Linked DNA regions of Mus musculus: regions 1 and 2 are each linked to region 3. The links are chromatin contacts, called in public HiChIP or PLAC-seq and Micro-C maps. All regions are on one chromosome and are shown on one strand. Each heading gives the region's core, a stretch centred on a gene start, on an enhancer-like site or on the middle of the called end of the contact. The rest is flanking DNA. Distances are from core to core; before and after follow the strand shown.

Evidence for each region. Hi-C and Micro-C count contacts between places; a contact is called where the count stands out from the background. HiChIP or PLAC-seq counts read pairs in DNA pulled down with a chosen protein or histone mark.
Region 1: a Micro-C map of muscle stem cells shows a contact between it and region 3, with 3 times the contacts expected there. The contact joins the promoter of Pde4b here to the enhancer-like site in region 3. A contact is called at or near these places in 1 of 484 Hi-C or Micro-C datasets (muscle stem cells) and 3 of 115 datasets of contacts at active chromatin or transcription factors (astrocytes, embryonic midbrain and heart atrium).
Region 2: a contact with region 3 is called in an H3K4me3 HiChIP or PLAC-seq map of neural progenitor cells, with 14 read pairs. The contact joins two enhancer-like sites. A contact is called at or near these places in 14 of 484 Hi-C or Micro-C datasets (the C2C12 cell line, brown adipocytes, cardiomyocytes and 8 more), 9 of 115 datasets of contacts at active chromatin or transcription factors (astrocytes, bone marrow-derived dendritic cells, cardiomyocytes and 6 more) and 4 of 9 other capture datasets (embryonic stem cells, liver, macrophages and 1 more).

The regions. Positions count from the first base shown.
Region 1 is chr4:102,251,880-102,256,405 of GRCm38.p6, reverse strand. It overlaps Pde4b (phosphodiesterase 4B, cAMP specific), which reads right to left and starts at 1,467. Exons shown (of 15, transcript NM_019840.2): 1 at 950-1,467. The coding sequence starts at 1,185.
Region 2 is chr4:102,227,562-102,231,943 of GRCm38.p6, reverse strand. It overlaps a transcript of Pde4b not described here. Among named protein-coding and RNA genes, the nearest start is that of Pde4b, 25 kb to the left of the region's middle. Within about 2 kb of position 1,988, at least 15 of the 459 cell types and tissues checked have an H3K27ac peak or open chromatin away from gene starts, as enhancers often do. A contact at or near this core is called in neural progenitor cells, where this site is marked.
Region 3 is chr4:102,571,510-102,576,433 of GRCm38.p6, reverse strand. All of the region lies in intron 6 of Pde4b (phosphodiesterase 4B, cAMP specific), which reads right to left. Among named protein-coding and RNA genes, the nearest start is that of Gm52667, 4.5 kb to the right of the region's middle. Within about 2 kb of position 1,998, at least 146 of the 459 cell types and tissues checked have an H3K27ac peak or open chromatin away from gene starts, as enhancers often do. A contact at or near this core is called in astrocytes, heart atrium, muscle stem cells and 1 more, where this site is marked.

The DNA.
Region 1 (4,526 bases), core at 218-2,717, 320 kb after region 3:
TGATTATGCTAGCTGGCACTCTAGCATGTAGGCACAAAATTGCTGTGGGGATTACCTTAAAAAACCACATCCTGCTTTTCTTGCCATGTTGCCTATTAAATAAGACTGAGCTGCAAATACCAATTTGGAAGGTTATCTTAATTTGAAAGACACATCCCTTCAAAGAAACCTGAGGTGGCCCAGGCTTTTCAGGTCAAAGTAACTTAATGTTGGGGTTCTCTCCTTGTGCTTCTTCACTGCACTGCTTTAAGGAGGCCAGCCTCCTGTTTTTACATCCAGTGTAAATAAAATATATGCTGGAGGTAGGGAGTTCAACTCAGCTTCTACAGAGACACTAACCTCTTATACTTGGCATACCTAAAAGATACAAAATTTTTGGAATCATAATACAACTGATTGTCAGTGACACTTTGTAAGTTAGAACTTAGTTTCCCTACCCTTTAAGTAATGTAAAGATAAAAGTTTGTAAGGAGAAAGCTCACTCTGGTTATGCCCCATAGTCATGATGAGACAACACATTTATTGAGGCTTTTATAAGTTATCTTAAGGAATAGATTAGAATTGAGATGAAAATACCTATTCTTGTACCACAAAAACAAAACAAAAACAAAGCCCCACTGCTAAAATCATAGAACAGAAATGAAACAAAAATCTTACTTTTAAAAGGTCCCTCAATTCCCTATTTTCCAAAAGACATTTTTATAAGCAGTCACTTCGAAGAGTCTCCACGGTCAGAGGCTTATTTTATCTGGAAACAGCAGGTAGCACAAAGATACTTAAGCACACTGTACACTTCTGTATTCTTAGCTGACCTACTGTACCCCTTCAACTCAGACTTGCGCTATGCATTCCGAGCAAAACTCAGACATTCCATTCTCAACCTTTCTAAATCACTACTGAGAAGCCAAGAATCTGCCTAGCACTGGGATGCCTTTAAGTCCACTCTTACCATGTATGAGCCACCGTGAAGCGACGCCGCTGTCGGATGCTTTTATTCACCAGCAACTTTCTGAAAAAGCATGGTGAATTCCTTGGTGAACTGCGTGGAGAAATTTTGGGAGATGTAGGTCTGTTTCCTGGTAGCTTTGGAAGCTCAAGTTCCAAGCGCATCTGCTCCTTGAAAGTCTTTATGCAAACCTCAGATTCCGAAGCAGTAAATTCTTTTGGAGAATTTTTTGCTGTCATGTCTCGTATGGAGTGCTAGCTAGCATTCACCATCCAAAACAGCAGTCTTGAACATAGCAAAGGCACTGACGCGGGTTAAAAGGCTGCTGGGTCCGCACACTCTTCCCAGGCTAATTTGGGAAGCTGTGGTTTCAATCCTGGAGCACTTCAGAGCAAGAGGAGCATACTGGGAGACTGGCAAGACAGCCTGTCACAAGGAGCTTTATCAGGCTGCCTTTGCCTCTGAAAATGCGCCAAAGTGCTTCCTCTGTCACCAGCCTCCTTGTGGATGGGGTTTGTCTGCAAGTTACACACTGAGACTCACTGAATCCATTCAGCTGAATATATCAACTCATGAAATATTCATGAGGGCTTTTGATAAATCCTTTATATGTATTTTTTTTTTTAAAGAAAACCTTATCAAACAAGCTGCATTAACTCGGACAGTAAGCAAAGCCTGGCCACCCAGTCACTTTTGTCTGCACAAAGGGCGGAACCAGAGCCCATCCAGCATGTGCTTTTAAAGTCTTCATTCAGAATTATCTTGCTCAGCAAAGCACCGCCGTAACTCCGCCTATCAAACGCTATTGGCCCAGGATTCTTTAAACAACTGGGCTATCTCCCCCCTGAAAAATACCCTCCACTGCTCGGATTTGCACTAAATTCGTGAGGCTATCGTCTTTGTCACAGTCAAAACTGATTAAGTCAGGGATTGCCAAAAGCCTCAATAAAACAGCTTTTCAGATTCCATTTCTGAATCAAAGAGCTGAATTGCTGAAGTTCCCCCCCCCCTACCCCCACCCCACTTCCTTCTTTAGAAGATCCCAAGCAGCATCAGTTAAAAAAACAAAATGTCACTTAACAGGAAAACATTGGCTTTGGTTCATTTCCCCAAGGAATTCAAAACCTAATTTTTATTCCAATAAACATTACTCTCATTGTTCTCTTTAGGCTCATTGTTTGCAATCTGCCCACATAAGCCACTTGATACTGAATGCCTCTTCTGATGGCCAAAGCACCCCTAATCTGAAATGGAAGTAAGAGCCAGAAAAAACATGCACCCCAAGTTAGGTACTGTGCATGTGTTTGTGTGTGTGCTGAGAGGTGCACAAGGTGTGTATCTTTGTGCCTGTGTGCACCAGAGAGTGGGTTTCTACATTGCTTGTGAGAAGCCATGGAGTCAAGGAATGTCTTCAACCTGGCTAGGCTTGGCTTTTCTTTTCTTTTTGCCTTTTTTTTTCCTTTTTTCTTTTTCTCTTCTTGGGCATGAGAGCACAGCTTCTATATATTTAAAGGCATACTGAAGTATAATGAGGTCCATTGCATGTTGTAAAATATTTATTCACAGTGATGGTCATTGGATCCAGGTTGATCTCAAATAAATGTGGCAAAGTACGATAGGATTAATCAGCAAGAATGACAGAAAAGGTAAAGATGCACAGTAGGACTTCAGTGAAAATCAGACATTCATTTTCACACTAATGTGTAGGGTCGTCCAGCTGTATAAATCTCTCTATATGTCTGTCACACACTAAAAATGTGCTGAAGATTAGAGGGCTAAATAACGGCAGAACATCGCCTCTGGGTAGGAGAAAGGCATCCCACTGCAAACCTTAGGGAAGGAACTGGAACTTAAACTACTGACTTTTAAGTACCACTTCTGAAAACCCATCATGATCTAAACAACTAACTAAAGAGCACGGTGAACAGATGTGCAGATCTAAACAACTAACTAAAGTACATGGTGAACAGATGTGCAGTCGTGAAATCTTAGATGGGGCTGAATGTTCCTGGTTTATGAATGATTTCTCAAACCAGGAAACAGAGCCAGGGGACTGAAGGGACTCATCCAAATCCATCCTGGTGACTGATGTCATCACTACATCTCCCACTCCAGTTTCCTGACTCCTGGTAGCACTGTTTATTTCATTATAAAGTGCTTTTGTCTAGGCAGGCCTTAGTGCAGCTTCTTGGGGTCTGAAAGTATTTTGAGTATCTTGAAAAGATAGAATGTTGATAATATGGAGAAAATGTGGTTAACGCTACCCACTATTTGCTAAATTCTGCAGCAAGTCTTTTACCCAAAATACTATTTTTTTAAAACTGGGACCTGAGATTATATGATTCTATCATGATTCACAGTGACCTATTAGCAAAAATAAAATAGCAAGTGGGATTCATTAAAGCCATTTCTCATAGTTAATTTTCAAAGCTGACGAGATAAATAAGAATTTTAGGAATGTCTTCTCAGAAAAAAAAAAAGTAATGGCAAATTGTGTAGCCCTAATATCGCTAAGTGTAAATTGAGGTTCTGATAGGAGAATGCTGCTTATATCACCTCTTGATGGCATCCCACATACCTGTCTTCAGTCTGCCAATGGTCTCAAAGCTATATATATAACCTGATATCCCTACCTACCCCTGGAGGAAACAAGGGTAACCAAGAAGGTTAACTAGAATGCAAAATTTAAAAGATAATCAGACTCTCCGATAGCCTGAATTTTTCATACTTATAATGTTTATAAATAAACAGAGAGAAAAGCAGGGCTGGGGTCTCGAGGCCATGTCCCCTGTGGTCCAGTTTTCCTCCCTTGAACTTCAGTGCCCCAGGAGCATCACGAGCTGGCGACCAAGCCTTGTGGGAAGTGTTAAAGGTTCAAATACTGGCATCCTGTGCTTAAGAAACATCCAGTAAACCAAAAGGGAACCTTCCTATCTCCGTAATTCCTTTGGCACCTCAAAAGGAGAAATTAGTAGTCCCACTTCATCAGTTTATAAATATATACCCTTGTGAATTCTTGAAAAGTCCATCTATAGTATATCTCAGTATTAGATAAATAAATCTCTGGTATCACCATGCTCTCAGAGAAATAGAGTAAAGAATAAAATAACTTAGTAAAAGACAATTATTTCTTATAAATATTGGGGATATATTAGTAACATTTCAGTTTTTTTCTAAGCTGTAAAGAAAGGCCAATTATTTATTACCAATAAAATGGTGTTTATAATTCAAACATTAACAGTTTTAAATGTTTTAAAAACCCATCACCTTTTTTAATAGCATGGTTTTATATAAAATAATTAGTCTTTTCTATTGATACCAGTGTAAAATTTGAACTTCCAAAGTCGCCATTGAATTAAATTTCTCTGAGTATCATTTTCAACTGACTTTTGTAAAACTAAACAATTTTAAAGACATAAAATTGAACTTCCTGTGGCTTTGTCTTAGCACAACACTGAATTCAAAATAACAGCTGTATAATTTACTATGAATATGAAATTGAAGATCTGAGACAAAAGAGCATATTCACAAGAATTTTATTTTTTAAAAGAGTGTAGTTAAAGCTAACACTATTAACAGT
Region 2 (4,382 bases), core at 739-3,238, 340 kb after region 3:
GAAGAGGAGAGGAGAGGAGAGGAGAGGAGAGGAGAGGAGAGGAGAGGAGAGGAGAGGAGAGGAGAAGAGAAGAGAAGAGAAGAGAAGAGAAGAGAAGAGAAGAGAAGAGAAGAGAAGAGAAGAGAAGAGAAGAGGCCCAATCATGTCCTTGGAACTGTTCATCACCATTTTGTTTTTAGGCCTGTGAAAGTGGGTAATGTGATTTGTTTTTTCTTTATAAAATGTGTCTGTGTTTATCCCAAAGAGGCATCCCTTTGCACTGCGTTCACTCTGACAACAGTACATGCTTTGTGACTCTTTGAGAAAAGATCCCGCACCAATCTCTCTTAAGTCTTGTAACCACAGATCAGGCAATGCTGATCTAATTAATTGGACAGTCAAAGCTTTGTTCTCCCTGTTCTGCAGAGGGCTAGGATACCTTTACTTTCTGAGCAAGCATCAATTCACGTTGCCCCGGCTGTTCTCATTCCTCCAGGTTTCCCTGCTCACCTTCCAAAGCCTATCTCTAAATAAAAGTATAGAAACTTCATGTCTTATCTTCTATGCCCCTACTAAAAAATATAGCACATACATTTATAATTTGTAGAAAATTATGTAAGACTGTCCCTTTAAGAGTGAGCTCATCTGAACAGAACACAATGGAAACTTGTGAGGTTACTAATTTCTGGCAATGCCTTGTCTCCATTTTTCCTGTTGTTGTTTTTGCTGTAGGACATGCACTTCTCAAGTTAGTTTGTTTGTTGAGGTTTTTTTTGCTGTTGTTGTTTGGGTCACTTTTCTTTGTACAATGTTCAAGAGATGACTAAGTTGTGGAAGGGCCGAGATGTCATTTTCCTCTGTGGGAATGCTATTTATAGCTACAAGTTGTCTCTTGGCTTCCTCTAAGGGTCCACTGCTATCTGCAACAACAAGCATTAGGTCAATACATCTTTGACTGAACCCTCCCCCATGGCTGTCTACTATGGCTCTCCCTCCCTAGATACCTTACCCTGGGCTGCCTCTGGTTCCAAGACACTTCTGTATCATATCCTAAGTCAGTACTCTGCCCTCTCTGGGCTCTAGAGCACTCTCCTGAATTTTGAAATTCCTGGTATTATCATAACATTTTACAGCTTATTTTAACTTAAGAGTGATATAGTCTTGACACATTTTCATAGCAGTGAATATTATTTAAAAATATGGCTTTAAATGGCTGACTAGCCTATCATGTGGCTTTGAATTAAATACATTTATTGGAAATGTAGAACCCAATTAAAAACTTGGCTGAGGCAAAAGAAGTGGAAACCAATTGAAATAGAACCTACAGACCTCCTGCCCCAGTTTGTTGTTTAGACCCTATAGTACTTCAGTCTGGTTCTTATCTTCCCTTGCTCTAGATTTCTATTTCAGTGGATCCCCCCTAATCGGTTTCCAGAGTATCTCAAATGACTTCTTGAACATCCACTGTGGGTAACCTGCTTGCTTTGAGTACCTGCATGGAATAGCAAATCTCAGTACTTGCTCCAGGCTTGAAAGAGAAAATGTTATCCAGTCACACGGTCTATGTTTAAGATAACTCCCATAAGGCAAACGTCCCTTAGTACATTTGGGTCAAGTTTCCACCTCTGCCCAATCAGGCATCGCTGGAAGGCATCTGACATTGCAGAAGCAGACCTCCCTATGCAGTAGAGAAGGGGCAAACTCTGATATTGTCTGTTACAGACACTCAGTCACAACTAACTGCAGACCAATTCCTGTGTACTCCGTGCTCATCTGAGCTCCCATGCCTCTGTTTCTGCAAGTCGATGCTCTTTCTGCCTCCACTGTCATCCTCCTCCCTAAATGAAACCAAGCCTTTCCTTCATGGTGCACAGTACACAGAATCCCTCTTAGAGACTCGAGGAGCCGCACCGCATGCTTATGCATTTTCATCCCTGGGATGACCCTGCACCTGCACTTGGAAATGAAAGTACCACATAACCAGCTCACTGTGGGTGTTGCCGAAAGAGAGCTGCTGTTAAAGTCTCTGAACGACAGCAAGCGGTTACATTTACTTGTCAAGGTTGTAGGGTTGAACCTAGCAGATAGCAAAGTACTCTGGAAGTACTAATTACTATCATTAATCTGATTATGAATGCCGATTAAGGAAGAACTATAAAATTATAATTTTATAATAAATATTATCTCTCAAGAGGCAGCGAATTATATAGAAACCTCCTACAGTTGGCATGGACTGTCCTGACCTCCTCTCTGTTTTACAAACATGTCAAGCACACTCCTTCATTTGAAAGCCCTTGACTTTCTGGTCCCTTTTACTTTTGTGAGTCTCTCAGTGGCTCATTAATTACCTCATCTAGATCTCTGCTCAGTTTTTACCTCCTCGAAGGCAGCTTTCTGTGTCTCTCCAGAAAGTGGCTCTCCCTAATCTCTAACCTGCAGGCTTTATTTTTCCTTGGCAATCATTATACTTTCTCCATACGGCTGGTATGTTCTACATATGCCATCTTGGCAGAGAAGCTTTGGGACAAAACATTAGTCTCTCTTTTTCTCATCACTCAGTCTGTAGTGCCTGTAACGGTATATTTTGTATGCCCTTAACAACAGCAGCTACTTCCCTAGTGCATCCAAATACCCAATCGACGCTTGCTGAGTTGAGATAACTAGGTAAATCAAAAGTGCAGGCAGCTCTGAACTGGAAGCTTCCCTCAGAGTGAGGAAGGAGTGACTGCAAGGACTCCATGATTTCACAGAGCTTCAGTTTGTGAAGTCTGTTCAGTAGATTTTTTTTTTTTTTTTTTTTTTTTTTTTGGTTTCTTCTTCCCTAACTTCAAGCTTTCTAGAGACACCTAGTGGCCTCCGGGGACACTGCTCAAAGTTGCAGAAGGCTTTTGAGTGGAGTTTGGGGGCACTTTGTTTAAAATATTCTCAAAATATTTCTGTCAGTCGGTCTGTCCATCTGTCTGTCTGTCTCTCTCACTCTCTTGCTCTGTATGTGCCTGTCTCTCTTTATCTGTCTATCTCTCTGTGTAAGTGTACATGTGTGTAAAATATATGCATATTCACATATATACACAAATATATCCTTCACAGTCCTGAGAAACAACATTTATTTTTACCTTTATTTCCCTTAAAGATGACAATTTTGAGTTTGAGGAAGTTTGTTCAATGCCCCAAAACCAGAAAACAGTAATGAGAGACTAAAATCTGAAGTGGAAACTTTAAAGGGTTTTTGGAAAATCATTCACGTTGAATGGTGTTTTGCTGGGGCAAACACATGAAGGGACGTTTCATTAAAGTGGATACACATGAAAGGCTAAGGCAGACTCGTGAAGGAACGTTTCACTGAAGCAGACACAGGAGAGAGGATGTTCTGCTAAAGCAAGCACATGAAAGGACACGTGATGAAGGATTCTTTGCTAACAACACACATGTATTGGTCCATCTTACATTGCATAGTTGAACTGCATTTGTCAGGATACCATACAGAGAAATACACCAAAAAAGTTCTGGTGGTATGCTACAGTTTATTGCTACTTCTTTGGACTCAGGCTGATTGGGAAAGTGATGTCAGCTGAGACAGACTCACATGCTGAGGCAAAACTCATGGAGGACACAGGAGGTTTGGAGGACGTATAAAGAGGACTCAACCACCAGTGACAGAGGCAGAGCTAGGCTTGCTTATGGAGCTAGCTTGTGCAACCCTTGTTGGTCTCTAGTCTGCACTGATCTTTACTGAGAGAGGCACAGCCAAGAACTTCTCCTGATGTTCCTCCTGGTCCCTCTTGTTGACTTGTGCCAGGCGGAGGCCTGGCTATCTCTGCTAGATCACATCACTGCTGTTGCTAACCCAATTCTGCCAAGCTGGACTGCTGGTGTATCTGTGAAATGTTTGCAAATGGATCAAGCTGCTGCTGCTGACCTGTGAACTGAACTGCGGATTTCCAAACAATACAGACGGGAGTTGCTCCAAAGAACCCTTCTTAAACAGGTCCACTTCCCGGGTATCCTTTCTTTTCCACTATCTCTGGAGGGTGGTGAGCTAGAAAGGAGTTTAAATCGTTTAAGAACCACCGTTAAAAATAGATCTTAAAAAAATTAAAGTTACAAGCAAGTACCCCACTCAAGTTCTTGATTCAAGGGAACAGTGGGACTGTAGCTCTGAAAAGGTACAGCAGTCTTCCGGGATCATCTGCAAAGTTCTCTTGAGGTCAGCATTCCAGGCCCTGAGAAAAGACATAAGTAGTGCACCCATGGATGCAGTAATAAAATACGGCACACGTGATGCATCATATTATGCTTAGGGAAGCCAAAGCCATGAACTCGATGTATTAGAAGATGGGGACTTTTGAATGAATCACATTACTGTCTCATTCAGTCATTGAATTCAGACCTATACTGATGGT
Region 3 (4,924 bases), core at 749-3,248:
TGTTATAATTAGGGTTGGATCTCAAAGCCCCCTGAATGGTTACAAGCACTCTACTAATGAGCTACATTTCCAGGCATGGTGATTTTATTCATGCTTATCAAGTTATTTCAGCTAAATCCCACTTTAACCACCCATAGATAGTGCCTATCTCAAAGAGTCTGTATATTCACAGACGAATGAGGGTAAAGGAGTTAGCATGCAGTCATCTACCCCTGTGTGAGACACGGGCTGTCTACCAACAAAAAATTGGAGACCTGAAGTAAACCGCAAAAATAATCTATTCCAACTACTTTGTTTTATAATAAGGAAATAAAAAGATTTTTAAAAAATTATTCAATTGCTCTGAAAAATATCCCCAGTAAAGGTAGAGCTAGAACTTAAACTCGTGGCTTATACTCAGATTTTCTCACTTTAGGCTGAGCTAGCAAAGAGAGAAAACTGGGTCAAGGAATGCACACCTCCCCTCCTGCTGGTCAGAACCAATGCTCGCTTTATTCTTTAGAGCAAGATCATCCCCAACATCTGTCAGGGTGCATTCTACAAGCCTAAATGCTTAAGAACGTCACTTAAGCTATCTCCTAAACTGCTAACTTCACAGATAGTCCATCATAGTCTAGGAGGTCAACTAGAGCTTAGCCTCCATTAACTTGGACTACATCCTACTCTCTCCCTGTTTCACCACTCAGGACCTCCCAGGTAAGCTCGTGTGAGCCTCTGCCACAGCCCACATACCTTCTCCCCAGTCCCGTGTTGCTGCTACATGGCTGTGCCTGGGGCCTCTGCGTGTGTACCTGTGTGGAAGCACACCCACATAGAGGCCCTTGGAAGAAGGGTAAAAGCCATTTGGGCAGGGAATGAGGAGTCTGGCCAGAGGCACAGTAAGGTCTAGTAGGAAACCCATTTTTTTTTTTTGGTCTGATGAAGCCCTTCTGCACAGCTGGAAGAAACCATACTAAGGCTTCCTTCAAACCCAGGGAGCAATAAAAGGCCCCTCTGTGTTAAGGGAAACTCCTTTCTCACCATCATCATCGATTAATCCTTCAACAACCTGCATCCCTTCTCCTGGGAGAGTTCTGAGATGCATCTACTGGCCAATGAGATCTATTTCCTTTCAATTCCGTTAGGCACCGTGTTTCCCATAGTTACTGATTGATTGTTCAGGGGTACAGAAAATGACTCCCTTCAACTTTAGAACGCTTGTCTTGCCTCGGTCATGATCACCTCCCAGAATTACACATTCAGGTTTCCTAGTGCCTCCAGGCTGGTAGAATTGAGTGACTTTAGTTAGTCCCTTCCGTCCAAGGAGCCCAGGCTGGTACAAGTTCTCAGAGTGGAGCTGGAGAACTAAGCCTGCACAGCCAGGAGGACTCACTTTTCCAGTAATGGTGTCTGTATGGGATTTCAGGATGCCTCAAGAAAGTGCCATTTATCCCCCACTCCCAGCTGGTGAAGTGCCGCAGCAAACGTTGACTCAAGGACTCTACTCCAGCTCCTTAGTCCAAAGGAAGCTTTGGTATCCGAGACTGGACTTTCCAATTTCAGAACGTCCAATTTCATCATCTGGGTCCAAACCTGTCCCAGGCAAAGCTGATAGAGAAAGAAAACAACGTCCCACCGCAGGGTGTTTGGAGGGTATCTGGGGCTGTGACTAATCATTTGAATGTAGCTGCAGTTGAAGATACAGTATGTTCATCTTTCTATATCCACTATACCAGGTACTAATAAGCCTTTTGATGCTTTTCACCTGAAAATCCTGGATGAACGACTATGCTTCTCTGTCCAGAGTGGGAAGGAACACCTCCCATCCCTTCCCAGTCCCGCCCCACCTCCCCGGGATTGTTCTGGGCCCATCCTTCCTCAGCCACTGTTGTTGCAACCCTGTACTTCTCTGACTGCGTTGGTCAGGAAGGCGACAGGAAATTCTAGTCACCCTCACAGCAGCTGTGCCATTCCTCCTATCCTGCTCTGATGACGTGGGTTGGCTTTGGTGACAGGAGCTCAGGAACTGAGCCATAGAGAAGGTCGGAAAGAGAGGTCACTGTTTGTGCCGCACTTGGCCTGGGGATCCCTGTGGGGCTGTTTGCTTTCTTCCTTTCTATACTGTTTCTCTTTCCGTTCCTCTTTTTTTGGAGGGGCAGAGCTCAGGCATCCTGTTTTCAAAACAGCAGGCTGTTTTTTGGCAGATGAACTCATGCTCTAACGCATTTTTTGCTGAAGGGGAAGACAATTCTTCCAGGTAAGGAGAGCTGGCAAAACTCAAAACAACAATTAATGTACAAATCTAAGAGGGGCCAGCCGGCTGGCATACATGCCTAACCTTTAACTTGGACTGGTCACTGAGGGGTCCAGGCATTCTTCCTGACACCAGAAACCATGCCCCTGTCCTTCAAGCTCCCGTTCCCCTGCTCCGTCTTCTTACCAGTTTTACTTTTTTTTTTAAGTTTGAAAAAGAAAATGTTCTTTAACACTAATTCACCTGGCTGCAAGTGTCTCTAAAATTTTGAAATTCCTCTTGGCCTATTGCTAATATTTAAGGGTCAAGAAAACTGAGGCAAAGACCAAGACTGTTTTTGTTAGGTACAGTAGCAGTTCCTGTCCACCTGCCCTAAGAAGCGCAGGGAAAATCTGCTCCACTTATGAATCCTTCCATTTCTTTAGGCCACAGGTAGGTCAAGGAAAAACATAAACAAACAAGGAAGCACTGCCCGGTCCAGGTGTAAGAAACCCTAAAGGCCATTTGCTTTCCCCCTACCAGACAGGCCTTTCTTCACCTTCTCCACAGACTGGCACCTATGTTACCAAATAACACTCACTTCACAGGACAGAGGCTCTGCCATCTGTGCTCTGAAGTCAAGTTCAGACTTTGTAAATAAAAGCCTTTGGGTCAGCTCTGAAACACAAGTAGGGACACAGATTTGGTTTTGCAACCATGAAGTAGGTGTTAGTAAGGGATCGCTCACAGGATTCCTGCTTCCTGGCAGGCGCTTTCTTAAGCGCTTTGGGGATACTAAACCTGGTGAGATGAGACCCACCTCTATACTGTAAAACTGAATCTCTGGGCAGTTAAGTAAAAAGACTAGCAAGTGAGACTGGCAGAATTGGAACCATGCGCCTCCAGTTCCAAAGCTCTTCTTCGCAGTCTTCCACCCTCTGTAAGGCGTTACATTTATGTTCCCTTTCAGCTCTGGAATTCAGTTTTGCTGAGGCTCCTTTGTTCCATAAAAGTAAGCCAAATGTGACCAAATTTGGCTACTTAGTGATAGCAAAGAGGACCTTTCCAACTACACAGAACACTCAGATCATTTCAACACTGAAAATTTTAATGTAAGGTAAAAATTTCATTGTGCATAACTTAGTCTCACTTTCCCAGATAATTCTGATGAGCCTTTTCTCTGGTGGTCACAACACATTCTCATTGGGCTGTTATACATCACACCCCTGCCACTGTGCTCAGCTTCGCCCAAGACATTCATCTGACCAACAGTGAAGAAAACAGTTCAGTGGAGAGATCTTCTTTAAAAAATGGTATCCTCTCATTTACCCCCTGCATAACTGCTTTGCCCTGCCACCTTCCCACTAGGGACCTTGCTAACAAGTGAGGCAGCTAGTAGTTTCTGCTTCAGCTAAACCTGCGTGGCTCTTCAGTGTTAACTCTATTCAACTTTCATTGCTTCCTGCCTCAGACAACCATCAGCAAGGACTGGAAGCTTGAGGGACTGAGAATTTCTGGGTCTCAATGCACGCCTCCTTTCATTCATTGATACATTTTTAATAACTTTGCAAGTTAGGCAGTGGACAAGGCCAGCACTCTAGACACACACACACACACACACACACACACACACACACACACACATGGCATGCAAACCAACGGGAATGTAAAGATTGTCTGCTCTTGTTCTCTTCTGGTTAGTCCCTGGTTTCATCTTGGTGACTCTAGAGATTCATGGCTTTCCTAGAGAAAATATCACCACAGAGTTTTAGATCCGCAGGTTGCATCAAATATCACAAAATAAGGGACCACACAACAGCTGCTGACGCTGTGAGGCAGGCAAAGCCACTGCAGAATATTCTCTGTAAATCCCAGAGTGATTTGGAGAAGTTACGCAGTGAAGCCCCCAACATGGGGAAGCGGCTGGGTGTTACATCAACCTGGAAAGTCCCAGCTTGAGAGAAGTCAGAAAATATTAGTTAAAACCCCAGGGCGGCTTCTCTCTTTACTCCCCACCGAGGTGAACTCTGAGCTAACATTTTAGAGCGGGCTCACTTCTGCTCTGTTACTGATCAGTCCATGAGAGAGTTTCAGAGTAAGAAGGACCCTACTGCCACCATACACACACCAGCATCTAAGGATGCCCTGTTTCCTCTGTCATGGTGCTTTGAAGAGGAGCCAGCAAGCTCTGTTCCAAAGAGATGCTTTTCCCCCAGGAAAGAAGGGAGGAAAAGTTCAATCAGGAATGCACCTTGGGCTGACAGGGTAGGTGGGGTACAAAGCCTCTTCCAGCCTCAGAAATGTAGGACAATAGGACAATACCTTAAGCTTGAGTTGTAGGGAGCTTTGAAGGTATACTCAGAGGGGTGCAGTAGAAGCAAGCCTTTCCCTTCAAGTACACCTATGTAGATGTAGATAAATATATAACTGCACAATTTCTACCACACACACACAGAGACACACACAGACACACACCCCTGCACACAGACACACATACACTTGTACACCCTTCTACACACACACACACACACACACACACACACACACACACACACACACACATCCATACAGTTAAAATCTGCATGAAAACGTGTAAACAAGCAGAAAACAACTAGCAACAACCCTCACTATATAAATTAGCACTCTGTCCAGATGTTAATTAAACAAATGGGATAATGATAGATAATTAAAGCTCCCCAAAACCAAGTTTGC